2 separate regions of the Triticum aestivum genome follow, and region 1 is linked to region 2. The links are chromatin contacts, called in public Hi-C maps. All regions are on one chromosome and are shown on one strand. The core of a region is the stretch at or near the end of the contact, and the rest is flanking DNA. Distances in the headings are between cores, read along the strand shown. Region 1 holds the start of LOC123087147 (histone-lysine N-methyltransferase ASHR1). Region 2 holds the start of LOC123087143 (oxysterol-binding protein-related protein 1C).

Region 1 (3,372 bases), core at 369-2,868, 170 kb before region 2:
TAGACCTGATTTTACTCTACTCAAACAAGACCATATGAGTCCTTGGTTACTTGAGATATCAGGAAATTAGGACTTAACAAGGGAGGAAAAGGCGGGGCAGAGGTGCTAGCTTGGCTAAGATAGAAAGTTTTGATGTGCATGTAGATTTGGTTCTAGTGCCACCACCCTTTTCGAGATCTGTCAGGATTAGCAAGTTCTAGGACATCTCTGAGGGGTTCAGACCAAACACTCGATCTCAACGTTCAGAAATTAAAAAGCTATCAGAGTAGAGAAACACAAAGGCATCAAACACTCACAATAACACCTGAAACCAGCTGTTTTCATCAGCATAATGCATCGCATAATTAATTTGAATCTCTGTCTACCATAGCAGTTAAAACATTTAAGATCCTAAGGACAAAAACATATTATGGGCAATTGGGCATTACCTTAGAAAAAGTATGTGCAATTTCCTTAAGATCAAGTTCAATTGAAGGGAGAATCAGCTGCACAAGATTGGCCATCTGAGCATAGAGGACCAATTGATTATCATCAACCTTCGAGATGTCTATTCATGCGAAGTCAATCCAACACTCACAAAGCATAATCTTTATAATTTATCATGAATCAATGTGTCAAGTGGGCAGGATACGGGACTCCAACGCATCCACTAGATCGTAGTTATCTGTTGCTGAAGATGGAATGGCCTGGAAATACAAGTAGTATCAAGCTAACAGGATGCAGCTAACACTGATGCACTGAAAATACAGAGGTACTGTACAGAAAGTTTTTGTCAGGAATAGACCAAACCAGCCCAATACCTTCTCGCTTTGCAGTTTTCTTCTTAGTATAAGCTTCACCATCAAACGGATTGTAGGAGTAAGCATCTTCTTCCTTTCCTCTGTCAGCGCTGAGATGGCTTGACACTCAAGTTGATGCAGCTTCCATTCTTCTTTCTGCGTAACAAAATTTCACTGAAAGAAGTGACATCACTGAACGCATAACAATCAGTACAAAGAATATTTACGCATGGCCACAGAAGTATGTATCTGTCCATCAACAACGTGAAACAATTGAAGGGCAGAGTCAGCACCTGGCACACGCTCCCACAGTACCAAGCTACTCGACAAACCGAGCACTTCCTCAGGTTGCCGGAGGCGAAGCAGTGGTCGCAGCTCGATCCAACCGAAATCCTGTTGGGCGTAGAAGCATAGGGTTCTTGGCAAATAATGACCTCCCCTGCAAAACCGCCGGAGAATCCCACCACATGAGCTTGATTATACATAAACCAGCGGGCCAAGCTCGACTCAAGGACCAGTATCGTCCATCCCGGCAACAACTACGTGTGCCATTCATCTGGGCATTTCACCGAGCGGTTCGCGGGCAGGTCAGCGTATAGGGGCAAAGAAGGGCTGCGACCGAGGGAAGGGAGGGCGGGGTTACCGGGGAAGAAGCTGCGGGAGGCGACGAGGCCGCGGCCCTTCCCTGGAACGGAGGCGACGGCGAGGCCGCGGCCGGCGAGCTCGCGCTGCAGCTGCTCCGCCCACGCCGCCATCCCTTGCCGCGGGGACGCTCCGCCGCTTGCTTCACCGGACGCTTGAGAAATCATCAGAGCAGAAACAGTTGAGCCCCACCGCGCTGGAAGTAGTGAGGCCGACTTAACCGGGCCAGACGGGCTACCTGACTGATTAAAGCCCATACCGAGTACTAAAACTGGGCTTCGGCCAGGAGGCCCTGCTAGCCCAACCAGCACGGCGGCGGCATTTGTGGCAAAAAAAAAAGGTTTTGCTCCGTCGTCCTGCTCGCTCGGCTTCCATTTCAAAATTTGGGGGCTCCGTCGCCATTCCCTCCTGCCCCACCCCCACCCCCCACCCCTCCGATTCGCTCCGGCTCCCCGTCCCACGGCCGCCGCCGCGCCCGCGCCGCACCACCGCGCGCGTACAGCGCCGGGAATCCGCCGGCTCCGAGCGTCCCCCTCCGCGACCCCCGGAGCGGCCGCCTCGAGCTCCGGAACCCTAGGGCCTCTCCCCCACCCGGTCCGCCTCTCCGGCGAGATGCCGCTGGGCCCCACCGCCTGCCCCGACGCAGCCGATGGAGAGGAGGGGTAACTTCCTCCGCCCCCCGGCCCCCGACGACGCCGCGGCCGCCGGCAGGAGCAACACGTTCCCCGCCGCCGGGGACACGGGCCACACCAACCTCACCTCCTCCTCGGGCTCCTCCTCCTCCTCCACCGTCACGGGCGACCCTCTCGACTTCCTGGGCCAGATCCATGCGGCCTGCAAGCGCCAGAGGCCTCTCGGTGAGCTCAGCCACACCCTAGGCCTAAGCGTTGCTGCTTCCATCTAGGGTTATGCATCTAGTTCAACGTTTGTCACCTGCAAATCGAACCAAGTTAACACGCAGTAGCTTCAGGACACGGGAAATAAACCTGCAAGTAGATCCTGACTGTTAGTGCTAGCTCTACTTTTGTTTGCGGATGGTGAGCTGTGATGTGCTTATTTTGTAAGGCTATGTCAAAAAGACGTTCTAGAAAGTCTATCAATCGGTGTGGCAAATTAGATTTAAGCGAGATATTGTTTGTTATCCGAGGGTTGTAATATCACATTTCCTCTCAGTTGCTCTGCAATGCAATTGTATATTCACTGCAGCTTGATTAAGGAAAAAATGGTTTTAAAGTTTCAGACTTGAGCTCAGTTTTAAAATCCTAGAAATTAGTTTGATGTTTTTTTTTGCAAAATTCCTATGTGGTTTGTATCTCAGATTTCCGTCTATATGGAATCTAGACCTTTTCTTCTCATGGATTATATTAATTTAGATTCTGTCTATACGGAAGCTAGACTTTTCTTTAGATAGATTCCGTCTATACAGAGTCTAGACCTTTTCTTCACATACTAGAAAATATTTGGAATAAATGAAATATTGTAATGTTATATGTGGAATTTTAACATAAAGCTGAGTTATCGTCCTGGTAAAAAAACATTTTTGTGGTAGGCCCTGTTCCCGGTAAGAATTACAGTTAAATTGTCTTTCCGATTCTATTCCCTGTCCCTGCTACAGAGAAAGATGCTCGTTTACAACCGAATTTGTCTAAAATGCGTTGTCATCTTGTTTTAACTTGAACTTGCCTCAGGTACAACACAGCGTGCAACTCGTATCCTGTTGCCTCGAGGTGAGGGGCCGGCGAAAGCTGGTACCAGCCCTTCTGTTAGAGAGAGTTCTGGAGGAATGGCTATGCAGAAGCAGAGAGGCGTGCTGGCGGCCTCCAGGTTGCAAAAGGTGTCACCTGATCAAAAGGATGTTAACGCTGGTGCAGGAGTACTGGCATCAAATCAAAACGACATGTTGACTACACCTTCCATGTTGAGTACTATCACAGATGGCCATAATCAGATT
Region 2 (3,379 bases), core at 537-3,036:
TAATGTATATCATGAAAGAATATAGCATTGAATTCCTACTTGAACATGGTTTTCAATGATACTATTTTTTGTGACATGCATTAATATTTTTTAATTAAATCCACGGTCAAAATTTGGCACAAAATACTAAGAAGACCAATAAACTAGAACGGAGGTAGTGTTCGTTTAAAATTTTGAAAAATAAAGATGGGTTTGCTAATTCTTCATCTTTGATAAAGATGTTATGTTCGGATCGACAAAGTTCTAAAAATATTGTCGTGTGTTTGGTTATGATCCATGAACTTCAAACTAGTATCAGACATGTTTAGTTTCTCGTCCCTACAAACTTGCCTGGAGGTTGTATCCTCGTTCTCAACACACAAGGGATCAAAACGAAACTCGGACAATATTGCGAATTAAGCATAGTTTAAATGGTTAAGTTCTTGTGATGGGACCAGTCCAATCGGGTCAAGTCTTAGGCTTGGCACGAGTGATCGCATGCTTTTTGAATTTATTTTAGGTTCTCTGACGCTATTCTTTCAGCGTTATGGCATGCCTGTCAAATACAAGACGTATGTTTGACTTAGTCAATCTAGAAAATTCTTGGAAAACATTTCTAGTGCTCTTTACAGAGGCACACCACCAAACGGTAAGATACCCCTAGAAACAACATTTTTCAACACTCTCTGTTCGAATTGACATGTTCCCAGCATTTAGGTCCGGAATATACTCCCTTCGTTTCTAAATATTTGTTTTTTTATAGATTTTAACAAGTGACTATATACGAAACAAAATGAGTGAATATACACTCTAAAATATGTCTATATACATCCGTATGTTATAGTCCATTTGAAATCTCTAAAAAAACAAATATTTAGAAACAAAGAGAGTATATACTTTTTTGTAAGTAGTTTTTTCTCAATTATTAAAAAACAGCCAAACTTCAGCAGTACCCCAAGTGTAAAAATTCCAATGCAACAACCATTCAAAGATCAATATTTCAATGCAATAATAATTCAAATATAATCAATTCAAACGTAAAGTATACAAATGAAATAGTTAAATTTAAATTTATAATTTATTCAACCAATAGAGGTTCCACTAGATCACTCGGCGGCTGTGTATAGGATCCTCGATTGCTCAACTGCTCAAGAACAATAGCCCGTGTAACCGGTAGCGATAACGGAATTAACGCTCAGATGACACATCAGGGGCAAAACAGCTCTTGTAGAGATCAACGTGGCTCCTTCACAATCTATCGGTAGAAAATCAGGGATGAAATCAATCCACATGCATGATATGAATTCCAAAGCAGCGTTTGGAGTCTACAATTAGTCGCGGTAAAAAGCAGAAAGTTAAACCCTGCATCAGCACCTGAATAGAACCTCATTATCGTCTCACCGCTAGCCAATGGGTTGCCATCCGTCGATGTCATTCCTAACCACTGTTTCCGGACTTCTCCATCCTCTAATGAGTTGCATATAAACCAAAAAAATGAAGCAGAACACATTTGGTTTTGGATAAATCAACGGACTCATCAAAAGCCAAAAGGAAAAAAAAACACCTGACACGTGTCACCAGTCGAGTCCTCCATGGCTCCCTCGCCCCGCCCGCCCGTCGTCCCCTTTCCCGGCGAGTCGTGACAAGCGAAAAAGGAGAAAGGAAGAAGGAAGAGAAGCGCCCAAGTACGGTACCCACCCACCCTACCCAACCGCCGAGCAGGCGGCCAGCAGTTTATTACCCCACTCCTCCCCCTCCTCCTCCTCCGGCATTTAAACCTCTTCACCCACCTCCGCCCTCCCACCCCCAATAAACTGCGCGGCGCGGCGCAGGAATTTTATAAACCACGGGGATTAATTAAACCTAGCACGCGCACGCCTCGGCCTCCCTCCCCGCCGGCCAGCGCGGCAGGCCGCGCCCGATCCGGCCCCGCCGCCCGCCGCATGCACCCATTCTGCTGCGTGCCCCCCGTGCCCGTCTCCCCCGCCGCGGCTGCGGCGGCGGCGTCGTCCGCGCCCCCCGCGGTGGCGGGCCTCCCTCCCGCGATGCCGCCGCCGCCGCCGCCCCCGCTCCAGCCCGCCCGCTGCTGCAGCAGCAGCAGCAGCTCGGCAGCGCGGGCGCGCGTGGCGGGCGTCGGCGTTGGGGGCGGCCCCTCCTCGCCGCCTGACGGGGTGAGGCTGAACGAGATCGTTGGCGGCGGCATCTCCGGGGTCCTCTACAAGTGGGTCAACTACGGCCGCGGGTGGCGGCCCCGCTGGTTCGCGCTCAGCGACGGCGTGCTCTCCTACTACAAGATCCACGGGCCCGACCGCATCGACCTCTCCCGCGACACCGACCGCGGCGCCAAGGTCATCGGCGAGGACTCGCTCCGCCGCCTCGCGCGCCCCTCCTCCGCCTCCGCCCCCCACTCCAACGGCCACGGCCACCACCAGACGCCCCGCAAGCCCCTCGGCGAAATCCACCTCAAGGTCAGTCGCCCGCTCGATGCTTCGATTCGCTCCTCTGATCCGCAGATCCATTTCCCTCTGTCTCTGACGCTGAAACGGGTGGTTGACGTGCAGGTGTCGACCGTCAGAGAGAGCAGATCGGACGACAGGAGGTTCTCCATCTTCTCGGGGACCAAGAGGCTGCACCTGCGGGCCGAGACGAGGGAGGACAGGGCCGCGTGGCTCGAGGCGCTGCGTGCCACCAAGGAGATGTTCCCGAGGATGTCCACCAGCGAGATGGTCGGGCCGGGGGACACTGCGGCGGCCGCGGCGGTCTCCACCGAGCGCCTGAAGAAGCGCCTGCAGCAGGAAGGGGTCAGCGATGCTGCCATTGCTGACAGCGAGAGGATCGTGCGGGAGGAGTTCGAGGCGCTGCACAAGCAGCTTGTGCTTCTCAAGCAGAAGCAGGCGCTACTCCTTGACACGCTCCGCCACCTAGAGGTATTCATATCTATCTGACCCTGCTTCGAACAGAACTTGATCGTGCATGGGAGTAGGAAATTTTGGTGTCCACTGCATGGTGTGATATTGTGCCATTCTCTACATGGTTTAATTAATGAAGAAACAAGTACAGAGCTACTGACGTACATTGACGCACGGAGGAATTTTGCCGTTCTGCGTACACGATTGACATGAGTGTACATCGAAACCGATTTTGAATACTAGCTGTCACCATGGGTCGTGCTGTACTTACATTTCTTTGAGCTTTCTGCCACTGTTGTTTTATTGAGTTAGTACTTGCATTTCTTTGAAATCTTCTGCCACTGCTGTTTTATTGAGTTTGTAAGATGCTGCAGTCTGTTTAGTAGATCTGTATCAGGTGGAAACCTAAATTGAGGTTAAGTTCATGGAAGGTGGGAACTATGTGCTGAGGTTTTGGTAAATTGCGAAGAAACCTGTAGATGTTGGTGAAG

Evidence for each region. Hi-C and Micro-C count contacts between places; a contact is called where the count stands out from the background.
Region 1: a contact with region 2 is called in a Hi-C map of leaf, with 5 times the contacts expected there. The contact joins the promoter of LOC123087147 here to the promoter of LOC123087143 in region 2. A contact is called at or near these places in 4 of 5 Hi-C or Micro-C datasets (leaf and an unstated tissue) and 1 of 1 datasets of contacts at active chromatin or transcription factors (leaf).

The regions. Positions count from the first base shown.
Region 1 is chr4A:582,614,325-582,617,696 of IWGSC CS RefSeq v2.1, reverse strand. It overlaps LOC123087147 (histone-lysine N-methyltransferase ASHR1), which reads right to left and starts at 1,618. Exons shown (of 14, transcript XM_044509060.1): 1 at 1,423-1,618; 2 at 1,073-1,218; 3 at 801-935; 4 at 632-686; 5 at 429-547. The coding sequence starts at 1,588. It also overlaps the pseudogene LOC123087146.
Region 2 is chr4A:582,442,689-582,446,067 of IWGSC CS RefSeq v2.1, reverse strand. It overlaps LOC123087143 (oxysterol-binding protein-related protein 1C), which reads left to right and starts at 1,786. Exons shown (of 10, transcript XM_044509057.1): 1 at 1,786-2,447; 2 at 2,541-2,906. The coding sequence starts at 1,923.